2 separate regions of the Drosophila melanogaster genome follow, and region 1 is linked to region 2. A link is a contact called in public Hi-C data. All regions are on one chromosome and are shown on one strand. The core of a region is the stretch at or near the end of the contact, and the rest is flanking DNA. Distances in the headings are between cores, read along the strand shown.

Evidence for each region. Hi-C and Micro-C count contacts between places; a contact is called where the count stands out from the background.
Region 1: a Hi-C map of the Kc167 cell line shows a contact between it and region 2, with 2.2 times the contacts expected there. A contact is called at or near these places in 11 of 107 Hi-C or Micro-C datasets (the Clone 8 cell line, the Kc167 cell line, the ML-DmBG3-c2 cell line and 2 more) and 1 of 7 datasets of targeted methods (the S2 cell line).

The regions. Positions count from the first base shown.
Region 1 is chr3L:636,347-642,993 of dm6, forward strand. lncRNA:CR43423 (long non-coding RNA:CR43423) reads right to left here and starts at 2,222. Exons shown (of 2, transcript NR_048210.1): 1 at 1,785-2,222; 2 at 1,140-1,467. It overlaps lncRNA:CR43334 (long non-coding RNA:CR43334), which reads left to right. Exons shown (of 1, transcript NR_048209.1): 1 at 1-6,647. It overlaps mir-ban (bantam), which reads left to right and starts at 5,862; the gene lies at 5,862-5,942.
Region 2 is chr3L:541,578-548,038 of dm6, forward strand. It overlaps Hipk (Homeodomain interacting protein kinase), which reads left to right and starts at 4,482. Exons shown (of 11, transcript NM_138194.3): 1 at 4,482-4,621; 2 at 5,905-6,461. The coding sequence starts at 6,202. BORCS6 (BLOC-1 related complex subunit 6) reads left to right here. Exons shown (of 4, transcript NM_138193.2): 3 at 1-382; 4 at 440-570. The coding sequence ends at 485. It overlaps Cypl (Cyclophilin-like), which reads right to left and starts at 1,354. Exons shown (of 2, transcript NM_079150.4): 1 at 1,193-1,354; 2 at 545-1,100. The coding sequence starts at 1,275. The coding sequence ends at 653.

The DNA.
Region 1 (6,647 bases), core at 972-3,471, 93 kb after region 2:
GCGGGTTCATTCAGGAGGGAAATGGGGACTGGTGGGTGGGGCGGCGTCCGTCGGGCGGTTCGTTAGCGGGCCAATTGTTGTCACTACTGCCTCTGTTTTTCTTTCCATTTTTTTTTCTGCCTTTCAATTGTGCGACTTTGTGGCGCTGCCCAACACTTGTATGCTAATGCAACAGCCTTCGCTTTCCCAGCACAGTGGGACCAGAAAAGCAGTTACCCGAACAAAGCATATGATTTAATATAGATGTATAGGTATATTTTTTGATATCCTTTAGGATCTGTGTAGATGTGGTGTAGATCGTCTTAGGCATTCTTACCAACCGGACATCAGCTTCAGCTTTTACCCGTGCGAGTACCAATCCGACCCACTGTACCGCCCCATTGCCTCAATTGCAGTTGCAGTTGATGGCTCTCGAGTGTGCGTGTGCCCATTTGCAGCGGCGTCAGCGTCAGCGGCTTATCTCCTCCAACCTGGCGGCCACTGCGGCACTGCACCACCGTGCAAATGCAACTGCAACTGCGAGTGCAACTGACGAGCCACTGTTAATTTTGCCAAGTTTTTTTTGCTGCCCAGTTTTTGCTGCTGTGCAAGTCTCTCATGCATAAAATTGTACACGACATAATTTTTCATGAAATGGCTGGGATCCTCCCGGTGCGGCGTCGTTGTCGACGTCTTTTTCCGACATCTAACCAAGTCGAGTGGTACCAGTACTACTATATAGCCACCGGCTATATCCACATTCACATCCATCCCGTTGCCGTTGTTTTGGGCAGGTTCGGTGCACTTTTTGCCGGCTGACCGCGCTCACTCGAGTAGAAATTATGTGCAATTTGTCTAGCCAGGGGTCTGGTCTCTAGTCTCTAGACTCTAGACTCCACAACAGTCTGCAGTTCGATTCCGATTTCATTAGACTCCGCCGCCCCGTGTACGGTTGCACATAAAGGAAGTTCGCTGGTATAGTGCAAATTGATAGGGTTTTACTATTGTTTTTGGATTGAATTATTTATTTAAGTTCAAAATGCAATGGTTAACATAACCACCCCACTCTGTTACTTGATACAACTGCTGATATACATATGTATGTAAGAAGATTTATGATTCGATTCCTCTAGTTTCTCCAAGTGCATTGCTGCTTCTTAATGATCGGTGGGCAGTATGCGCATCACGTGCTTCCTATTAGATCGCGGGTATTATCATTAGGTTCGGTGTGGTGTGCTTCGGTTCGGTTCGGTTCCGTTCGGGCCGACTTTCGACCAGGCCAAAAGCAATTACACCGAAAGGGGGAATTCTTTTGCCATCGAATCGGATCGCATCTACCGTACGATCGCTGACCATGCAGCCGGCTGGAAATGGAAATGGGTATGCGAATGGGAAGGAAAACGGTAATGCCAGTGCCAGTACCAGTGCCTCTGCCAGTCCCTCCACGTCATAGGTGTGCTCCTCAAGTGGTGGTATATCGCGGCCCTGCTGATAAGTTGTATTAATTATTTTTATGGTCTTGACGTTGCTCCGTTGGTGTTGTAAATAGTACAAACAGTCGGTCGAAAGTCCAAGAAGCTTTCGATTGGGAAATCTTGCTTGGTTTTCCCTTTGTTTTTTTTTTTTTTTCAATTTTCTTTCAGCGGATAGAAGAGGAACAGAACTCAATTTCCGCCTGAGGCCGACTCTTTTCCACCCGGTAAGTGCCAGTGCCATGTGATTCAAACTTGAGTATTTTCGTACCCTTGGCGTATGTTTGTGGCTACAGGGCTATGGCATCACATGTCATTTATAGTTGGGCCTACCGTCGTTGGCCTGTTGATAAGCCGTAGATTGAGCGCGTGCTTTGTGACTGGGCTGCTTGGGTCTGGTTGCTCCGGGCCTTATTCCGCGTCTACCGAGGGGTCCACACAGGTGTGTGTACACTTTCGAAATTCCAGAAATTCTTGCGTCAAGTAGCCGCCCCGAAAACCTTATCACTCAGACGATCGTCCATCCACTGATTCCTGAGTTGCTCCACTGGAGGGCCGCGAAAGCGACGAAAGCTTGTCAATGGATGGCATTGATACGGGGACAGTTGGCTGGATTGATTGGTTTGATTGTGGGCCATCGTAAATACACCTGGCGCCCGGTGTATTTCAGGGAAATTGCTAATCAGAAAGGTGCACAGGCTTAACCGAATAGAATTTTATATTATTAGATTAAATCAAGTAAATTTAAAGATCTCTTCAAGAAGAAAATCCATTCGAGTTCCATTCCCATAAAGATCTATATCTAGATTTAGTTCTAAACAGAAATTACTTCTAGCTACTGAAAACCACGATCAATCGGGCCTAATTTATTTCCGTTTTCGTGATATTTTCGAGCCAGTTGGGGATTGTCCCATTTGGCATTTGATATGCATGCAGCCGACCGATACAACACTCCTCCGCTTTTGGATCCAGTAGATCCCCCCAGCGATCTGCGGCCATAAATAACCAGTAAAGCCTATGGAATTTCCTATAAATAAGTTCATGACGAATGTAACAAAAATTCCCCGAGCAACCTTAGCCCCGCGCCCTTCTTTACAAATGTGTGTGTGTGTTGTAAATGACCTCGTTCACATAAAGTTCAGAAATTCCATTTACAAACTTGTAATTGAAAAAATCCACACACACACGAGCGAGATTGTCTAGAGACAAAGTCAAACACGTTGGAATTTTTGTTTTTTACCGTTCAATGACGAATTTTACAGAGTGTGTGTGTGTGTGTGTGTGTGCGTTGTTTACGAAAAACAAAAAACAGAACGCCACCAGCTACAAACACACAAAGAAAAACAAAATAAAAAATAAAAAAAAACGAAAATTCCAAAAAGACACTTACGAAAGCCCCGCAACATTTTTTATTGTTCCGTAGATTACAACACATAGGAAAACGCGAGAAGAGCTGAAAAATTTTCGTTGTCGAGGAGGAGAGTGCGCTTCACACCGATATATCAGTATACTGATGTGACAAAATGCAAAAGTAGCACAGATACAAATGCAGATAGGGATACTCTTCTCGCAGTCTTCGAAAAAGAAGGCGTCTGGAAGGGGATCGACTGGAAGGGGCAGTGTCGGTTTGTTTGTGGAATGCCGTTTTGTAAGTTTCTTATGCATGCGACTTCAAACATAGTTCGGCATCGAAACTTTCTAGCACACCGACACACATACGAACGCGATCCAGCCGACACACACACACACACGCACGCAGCCACACACTTAAGCGACTTTCGAAAGGTACAACTTTTTACGAAGTCGCTGCCTCGGCCGCTGTGCAGCCGACGCCACTGCCGCTGCCGCTGTCGCTGCCTCTGTCGACTTCGAATTCCAACGCCAAGATGAAAGATCGGCGCAAAAGAAAAGAAATATTCATTCAGTAAAATTTCATAGCTGCAGCCGCATGGTTGTGCCGCTCTCGCCTGCTCTTGCTTTTCGCGCAACAAACCGAAACGAGAAACACATAAATATAAAAGTGTGAACATTGGCGTACATATAAAAACTTAAAACTTAACTTAACTTGAGCAACATGAAACAAATAAACACGGGAAAGCGGTTCCAGCGAAGAGGTTCCAAGGAGAGCAGACACAACCGCATTCCAGAAAGTTTAAATAACGCTGGAAGGAGGGGGAAAGTGGAAAACTAAACTCGAACTCGAACTCAGTGTGCCAGTGTATGTGTGTGGAATGCAGAAGAGGAAGAAGCAGCAGCAGCAGAATAAGCAGCGAATAGAAAATATGTCTTCAAACTGGTTTTTCGGTTTTTAGACTGTCGTCGTCGGCCAATCGGGTTCCATTGACATCCGAACGAAAAAAATAATGCCTAACCTTCGATGGGAACACTCGTAAGTCGGAATTCACACACAGCATGCACACACAACGCCGTTTATTGGCTGAAATTGGATGCTGTGTGTATGTGCGGTTATTTAGAAATTCAAATTGAAATTTTTCAAGCGTGAGTCATGCGACTGAGCGTGGGTTTTTGAGACCCGTTTCATTCTTCCCGACTCGACGATCCTAACCTTCACTGAGAACAGGAGTTAGCCGCCAGAACGTGAATGGGAACAGAATCGGGAACGGGAACAGTCATAAAAGTTGCATCACTCAGCACAAAAAGACGAAGAGGCGGGCAGACGGAGACACAAACAAGTCAACCACCAGCATAGAATGCGGCTGCCAGACAGGCGAGACGGCAATAGTAGTGGCGGCAAGAAAAGGCGCGACAAGCAGAAGAACCGTTTTACTGAGAAAAGAAGACCGGGCACGCGGCGTCAGGGTGCGAGCGGGATGGCAGAACAGGCAAAGGGAAAAGGGAGCGAAAAACACTGAGAGAAATAAGAGTAAGGTGAACATGAAAATTAAAATCTTACTGAACTCGTATATTCTTTGCAGCAATACTGTGGTTAAACGACAGTCAATTAAAAATTTGTTTGTGCATCGTAAGAAAATGTACCACATTGAATATCTAAGTTTAGAATGTTGAGAGTCGTTTTTCCTTAGCCTCAAAACTTCGTAATTCAAGCGATATTAAACGTAATATTTTTTCACAGTGTCATCGGTCGTTCTCTTCGCTCAGACTTATCCCGTTTGTTTTGCAGTTCCTCGTCTGCATTCCGTTGTTTCGTCCGAAAACCAAATTCAGCAGAAAAAAGGCCCTTCAACGGGAATATCGATATGATATCGATGGGAGAACCGATTTTTCGGGACCATTAATTTGCATATGCGAAAATCGAAGGAGTTACAGAAAAGGGCAGCAAGCGGTGCGTTTTAATACCACAACATAAATGTCAATTAAAAACGATATTTGTATTGTCAAGTTGCGCCCGTCGCATCGCCATAAATGTGTTATAAAAAAGCTAACGGTTAATGCTACGGTCTGCTGAAGTTCATGTGTGGAAGAGTGAAAAAAATGAGAAAAGAGGGAAAGAAACAAAAACTATTCGCCGCTCAATAGAAAGTTTGTGTTAATAAAAAATACCTAAAAACTTAAACACACAAAATATGTGTGTCGAAATATGTATGGCAGCAACAAAAAAGAGTGAATGAAAAAATGTTGACCTAATTTTCGGGGCCCAGTTGGGGTTGTTGTTTTTGGTCTTGTTTATTTCAGCAACGTCGACGGTGGCAGAGGCGGCGCATACTTTCCCACACAGCTTCCAGCTCATTCCCATTCCAGATTCCAGGCCATTCCCAGCAGCGTGCGATCATCGCGGGAGCAGCGCCACCGTTCCCTTCGCACGCTTTCCTCTCCGTCCCGCTGGAACGACGTCTAAATTAATGATTGTTAAATGGAGATTGTGTATTTTATGTTAGTGTGTATGTGCTAGGCACTCCACATACCAATGCAATTGGAGAAATACGGGCGCGCCTGCGCAGAAACTATTTATAAAGGTATGTAATCCCCAATTTGATAACTCACAGGCATTTTACAGTTCATGTCCCCCACCCAAAAAAAAAAAAGCAAAAACTCAGCGCCACTAATTGTGTGCTATTTTTATGAAACAAAACAAAAAAAAAACGAAAAGAAAAGAAGGAAAGAATGAAAGACTAAAACCTTAAGATCATTTTTTTTTTCTCGCGGCGCGTGTGAAAATATTTAGGCTAGCCAAGGTATTTTTATTCTCGCCTCTTGTGGATCTTTTGAGTCTCTCGTTCTTCGCTTCTCTGTGGTCTTTCTTGCTTTTTAAAGTGTTAACTGGCAGCATATAATTTCGGTCGACTTGACATACATTATAATTATAGTTATTAAATGTGAGCCAGGCACGTGCGTGAAAAACGCTCAGATGCAGATGTTGTTGATGTTATAAAGACCACGATCGAAAGAGGAAAAACGGAAAACGAACGAAAAGCGTTTGTAACTCCAATGATTTGACTACGAAACCGGTTTTCGATTTGGTTTGACTGTTTTTCATACAAGTGAGATCATTTTGAAAGCTGATTTTGTCAATGAATACCACATTCCACATTCCGATGGTCGATTTTTGTTGTTTGGTGTGCCTACACAGATATAGCGATATCGTGTAACAAAGCTTTGAACTTATGCCGACCGATCCCAGTCGGATCGAGATGGGGATGGAGATGGGGCTGGGAAATCGAAGGTGAGTGCAGTGTCATGGCACTTATAAAAACTTATTTAGTTATAGGCTTGATGGATTTAAAAGGTTCAAAGGTTTTGACTACAATTATGTTCATAAAAATATTTGTACAAGAATAAATGCATATTTTAGAAAAATAAAAAGATGCCGATGCTGACCACATGTTAAATCTGCCTATAACTAGTCAAAAATCATGTATTTTGTACGCCATGTCTTGTGATATTATCTTTTAATTACCATTAATAAGAAAATAAAATATTTTGGATAAATGTTAATTCCATAGAAATAGGATTCATACTGATGGGTGGATTTTGCTCAGTGTAAGAGCCGCGCCTGCGCCGCTGTTGTAGCTAGCTACATTGTCTCTATTCCTCTTTTCCGACTGTCATCCCAAGGCGAGTTGGATGTTGGACGTGGAGAATGAAAATCGGAGTCAATGAGAAGGCCTGCTTGGGTAAACAGCATTCCAAGCATACCAGCGGCGACCGAATCTAAACAACTTGATGTTGGTATTTTATGCTTTGTTTGCCCATTACAAAAGCCCTTTTGAGTCGTAA
Region 2 (6,461 bases), core at 3,232-5,731:
TGGCGGCTTCGGCCTACTCCTCGGAGCACACCACGCCCCTGAGCTCCATGGGTCCCATTGGAGCCACTTCCGGCAACGGTCTGCTCACGCGGCGGTTCCTGCAGTCGCGCAACATTCCCGAAGTGGACGGCAGCGTCTTGAGCGACATCGAACTGGAGGCTCAGTACTTGGCCAGCTCGGTGGACAATCTGATGGAAAACCTGGGCAACCTGCTGCACTCAATCTCCTCCATAACGGCCGACAACGTGGAGGTCCATCGCAACGCGGTCAACAAGCTGACGGACACTTTGGACGCGAATATCAAGTGCCAGTACCAATTGCTGGCCAAGGCGGAGGAAATCACCAAGTCGATGAAACCCACAGAGCAGCTGGGTCAGCGCATGTAAGTGGGTCAATTCAAGACAGATCCCTTTAGTGTAATGGACTTTCTCTTCCGCAGAAGGCAGATCAAGCGGCTGGTGGACATGTTGGACAGCACCATGTAAAATAGGGCTACGCTATCCTGTGATCAACCAATCAAAGAGATCTTGTCTTTCTAGTCATTCCGTAAATACATATAATCAGTGTTATAAAATCCATATGGAAAGATACCTTTCGCTTGTTTAAATCGTACTTATTCTAGCAGTTCCTCCAAAAAATCCACCTCCTTGGCTCACAGCTTCTCCACCTTGGCCTTGATGATCCTTAGGGGATCCACGGGGCGATCGTTCTTGTCGGTTTCCACCATGCCGATCCGCTTGACCACCTCCATGCCCGTGTAGACCCTGCCGAAGATCGTGTGCTTGCCATCCAGCCACTGCGTGGGCGCCAGCGTGATGAAGAACTGGGACCCGTTGGTGTCCGGTCCAGAGTTGGCCATCGAGAGGATGCCCGCGCCCGTGTGCCTCAAGTCGCCGTGCAGCTCGTCCGCGAACTCCGATCCGTAGATGGAGGCGCCTCCGCGGCCAGTGCCCGTGGGATCGCCGCCCTGGATCATGAAGTCCCTGATGATCCGGTGGAACACCACGTTGTTGTAGTAGCCCCTTCTCGAGAGTTCGGCAAAGTTGCGGCAGGTGTTGGGCGCGTGTTTCCAGTACAGCTCCACGGTGATTTCTCCCATGCTGCGCGGGGCACAAATGCCACAAATAATGTGATAAACAAATGCTCAGTCTTCAGTTTCGGCGATTATCGAGCATTCAAGCTCCGGACTCACCTCGTTTCCAGGGTCACGAAGTGCGGCTGCCACGCCTTGTCGGGAATGCCACCAGCATTGTTGGGATCGCTTAGGGACAGCATAACTATATTTGTTGTTAAATTAGCGAGACTTCAGTAAAATTGTTAAAACCGGCAGAGTCAGAGTGACCAGCTTAAGCGTAGTCACTTAGGCCGCCTGGCAACCCTGAACTGCTGCGGTATACTTCTGGTATATATATAGTATAGTATATAGACGCACCTTGGTATTTTTTAGGGTTTTTGTGAGCACACGCAAGGGTATTTTTCAATTAGTTCCATTTCAAAATTCGACGAAAAAATCGTGGAAAATATTTAGCGGACGGAATTTTTCGTCGGGCTCGCGAGAAAAGAGACAGATAATAAGAGTGAGTGCGTGAGCGTGAGTGAGACAACGCGAAAAGTTAGAGAGGATCGGAATCATGGCGAGTGTTTTTTTATAATCAAATTTCCACAGCACTTTCCACGTATAGTTGTTAATGAAGCAAAAAGTAAGCGAAATATGAAAAGAAAAGCCTTTTCCCTTAGCTGCAAGTGTGTGTGTGTGTGTGGTAGCGTGTTTTTTTTTGTTGCTGTGTTGTGTTTGCTGAGCGCAAAGAAGAGGAAGCAGAGCTAAGAGAGAAGAGAAACTCTCGAAAATGAATTGAAAACGATGAACTCAAAGTAGCCCACTAGTATGGTGCTCGTGTGCGTGTGTGTGCTGTTGTGTGTGGGAGAGAGAGGGAGCGAACACAAAGAGCGTATCAACATTCAATTGCATTTTTAACTTGTTTTCGCTCTGGAATTTTTGATTTTCTCGCGTTTTTCGATTGCTTTTTGTTAGCAACAATTAATTTACAGGGTTCGTATTTTTCTCTTTCTCTCCTGGGGGGCGGTTTCCACAAGGGAAAACTCGATGTTTCCATTGTTTTTCTCGAATGCGGGTGCTGTTATCGTCCTCTCTCTCGCTCGTTAATTAAGGATTTTTGTGTTTGAATTCCCTAGCTTAGGCGACTGAATTCACAATGGCAAACAATAAACCCGCGATCGGTTTGGTTTTATTTAATCAGCAGTTGCGGTCAAACCCATAGAATATACATGCTTCTTGGCCTCTTTTCTATTTTAATTGATATTATAGCCTCTAAGAGAGAAAAAGTCTAAGAATATTTGCTAAAATTTGTTTATAAAAGTCTTCAAACTTATAATAATATCGTACACTTAACATGTAGTCCGTAAAGTGGGTAAGTCTGGAATGCCCTGGAACTAAATAAGTCTCAGTAGGTTGAATAATTTGTCCACTTTTGGGACTTTTATCCCCTTCCCTCGGGCAATTTTTATTGTTTGGGATTTATTGCCAACTCTTTTGGCATTTATCAAAACAAAAGAGGAACAATAGCTGGCAGGCGGAAATGGAAATAACTGCCTTATCCCTTCTCTCCTAATCTTTCTCTTCTCTCCTCTCTCTCTCTCTCTCTCTTCTGTCACTCGTTTATCCTCCTGTGACGCTGCGTCATCATAATCAGCGTTTGTCGATTCATCAAAGAAACCGCCGCCGGTTGCTCTCTCCACTCTCTCTCTCTCTTTTCCTCCATTCAAGGATACCGAAAGAGAGAGATCGAGAGAGTGCCCCCTCTCCTTCACACTTCCCTCATGGGTTTCCTATGTAAATCATTTAAAGGGAAATTGTTGCACAACTTTAACGAGTTGATTGGAGGGGGAGGGGTGAGGCTTACTGCTTGTGGGTTTTCCCGGCGCAACCCTCATTCCCCCAACCCACTCGCCCACTTTGGCAGCTGTCAATTAGAGCTTACAGGGAGAAAAAATGAAAACCCGAAGCTTCCATATGTTAGCTGTCCCTCCCACAGGTCTCCGCCCCCAACAGCTGTTGGAAAATGAGATTAGGAGGTGGGGGGTAAGTGGGGACCCAGCTTTATTGGCCTGTAATTGATGCCCAGGCTGCCAACCATATTGCTGATTGAATTGTGGCGTTGTCGCTGCAGAAAAGAAGAAGGGTGTGGATGCACAGTCCAGAGGACTGACTGCTGACGTCGCCACCGAAAGCAGAACCCGTTCAAGCTGCAGTTAAGCAAGTCTTCTGCGGGGAACCCCCGGGGACACAGACTTGTCGAACTCGCATCCTGCTGCGCTACATAAACCCCGAAAGTCCATGCCAGATTTAATGACAAAGGCCACCGCCCATTACAATGTTGCTTAACTACCATAATTATAAACAAAAATATAATATTATGTTTAAGGCTTACCTTCTCTTTACTTTTGTGCTTGGGGGAAATTGCAATTCTTTGAAGCGCTGGCTTATTTACATAAGAGTAATAGGGAATTCACCAGTTTAGTTACCTTTTGTTTGGTTGCGCTTTTCAAGTCTAGGTTTTCCTAAGAATTGTTCTCCATTCCTTATTTTCAGCATGCTGGAAACCATATGCTCTCTTTTGATCCTTTGGTGGAAAAGTACCCCCCGTACCTTTTCTTTGGCTCGGCTAAAAATGTGTTCAATCCACGCAGCCATTTCCATCTCGTTCTATATGTGTGTAATTAAGTCTGTCCACGACGCAAGTTTTCCTCAGCGCCTCTTTTTACCCGGCGGCTGCCCAACTAAACCACTTTGGCCCATTCGCACATCGCAACCCCCTCTCCTCGACCCACCTCAACAAAAAACAAAAAAAAAAAAAAACTATTTCACAAGGTGCCCCTTTGCCGGTTCTTGGCCTCCCTTTTGGCTTTCTCCGCCCCTTCCTTCTGCTTTCTGCTGCCGACGCAAATCCTTACGTGTCAAATGGAGCCCCTCACACTTTTGGATGGCGCCCGAACAGGGACATCCACGTAAGCAATCAAGCACTTAATCGGCTATCCGACGAAGGATTACCCCTTACTGGAATTATTCATACCGGATCATAAATTTGTACAGATAAGACCAGTTTAGAGACAGTACTATATAGTATAGTATAGTAAGTGAAAATCCCTAAACATTTACGTTAAGGTCGAAGCAGAGGATACCCAGGATATTATAGGGTAGCAAGGGAAGGAAAAACCAAAACAACAACCACAGAGAAAGTAAGCAAAAATAATTTCGCGATTCGTCCCCCGGGCAGAGCCCTAAAAGTCGCAATTTGAGGGGTGGAGCCCTTCTCTGGAGCGGCAGGAAGTGGGTAGTGGAAGAGCGGAGACCGGGCTTGCGCAGGCGCCTGGAAGAATCCGAAGCCGAGAAGAGCGGCGAGTGTCCGCTCTCTTTTTTCGGCTCTGTGGCAACAAAGTTTCGGTGCCTCAATTCTTCGATTCAGAGTCTCCACAAACGGCTTCGCGAGCGGACGTTGCAGCCACAGAAGATACAGCCACGGCCGTCGAGGAAGTGGCAGCTACAGAAAGCCAAGATATATATCTGCATATACATATGACTGGCGAAGCTGCTGCGAAAAAGGTGCAAAACAAATTAAGATGCATAAATAAACACCGGACTCGCTGGCAGGTGTTTGTGAACTCTGCTTGTGTGTGTGTGAGTGTGTGTGCGAGTGCGGTGCTGTGCGGTGAAATATTACGAAAGAAAACCTTTTATGTTTTGCAATTTTCCCGCAAACAAATCAACGAGCATAAATATTAATTTTGGCTACACCCAAAATGAGATGATGGACAATAACAGCGGCAAGAAGAAGCGCTTTCAGAAACTTGTTTTAGCCCGGTTTCGGATTTCTCCGTCTTCCTCTTCTCTTCTCGGCGACGTAGTTAACTAAGAGCCGTCGTATTAGACGTTAGTTAGAGAGTGCGTGTAAATTGTCGAAGGGATATTGTGTTTCCCAAAGCCCCATCTGAAATATGTATTCTCACTGTTCATCTCTGTAATGAAAGCTGTGAATTTATCAAGTTACTAATCGGTATTGTGCGGATAATGGCCATCAAAACCTTTTGAGCTACGTTTTTCGATTTTACATTAGGCAAGGGTATCCGTAGGATCCATTTACTCGCCAGCTGCAGAACGAAAATCCATTCAGCAAAACTGTCTCTCCCTTTTCCACTCGCTGAGCAATCCATTTAATAACTTTGGAACCGGCTTGTGTTTGCTTTAATTTGTTGTTGTTTTTTGTGGATTTGTTTTTTGGGTTTGGCAACGAAAGTTGCCAATTAGGTTTAATTTTAGGGGGCTTCGTAGAATTTTCAGCAAAGTGCGTAGAAAAGGGTTTCGTGGTGTGTATCCGTGTGGGCCAAAAGTGCGCTAGTGTGCGTGTTGTTTGTGTGCGGGGCCAAGTGCGTATCTCCCAAATGTTTTTATTGTTGTTTGCTTTTTTCGTTCTTTTGTGGTTTTCATTTTTCGACACCCGAAATGTGTTTGTCTTGTTTTTATAGTTTGCTCTCTTTCACGCCGCTTTTTGCGTAGTTTAAAAGTGGAATCAAGTAAAAAACAAAACAATTACAGTAGAGCCTAGATGAGGAAGTTCTGCGTGCAAGAAACATAAAGTTACCAAGTTGCTGTACAAGCCTTTCCAAGGCATTACAAAATTACTTAAAGCAAAATAAAGTTATTTAGTTCACTAGTTAGTCTCCACTGTCAATATTTGGACAACACATTTGAATGGAAAGTTTCAAAAGCGAATTAAAATATAAACGTATGAATGCCGGGCAGGTGTGCGAGTGTGGTGATATGATATTTTTGGTACGTGATTTTATTCGACCATGCTAATGGCTATTGTGTTCTCCCTCTACTTGCAGATTCTCTTTTAATTTGGCATAAATTGTATTTGTCTTGAAAAAAGCATATTCTTGTAAATATATCCTCTTCGTAAAATATTTTACTTAAAAGCCTTAAAATATTGAATTCACGTGAAATTTCAAACGGTGTCACTCGAAATTCGCCAGTGACTCGCCGCCACGTTTTGTACAAACATAGTTTGTAAACATAAGTTTGTAAGCGGCCGGAAAAAGGCGAACGGAACCCAAAAACCCCAATGCAAGCCAACTGAGTGCAAGGGAGACAGCCGACCACGTCGAGCGGGATAGCATGCGCCAATGAAAACGTCCTACCCCCCAAAAGCGTCCGATTTCGTTGACTACGCCGTTGCCGGGGGCGGGGGATCCGGATTCTGTTCGGGATTAGGAGCGGGACTTTCAGTCAGGGCGACGTCCTTCTACGGCGATCAAACGGTAACGGCAACTACGGACGGGACGCGTCACCAGGAACAACAACAACAACAACTGCAGCAGCAGCAACAGCAGCATATCCTAAGGCAACCTGCAACATCCGCATCGACTTCATCGGTAGCTGCAGC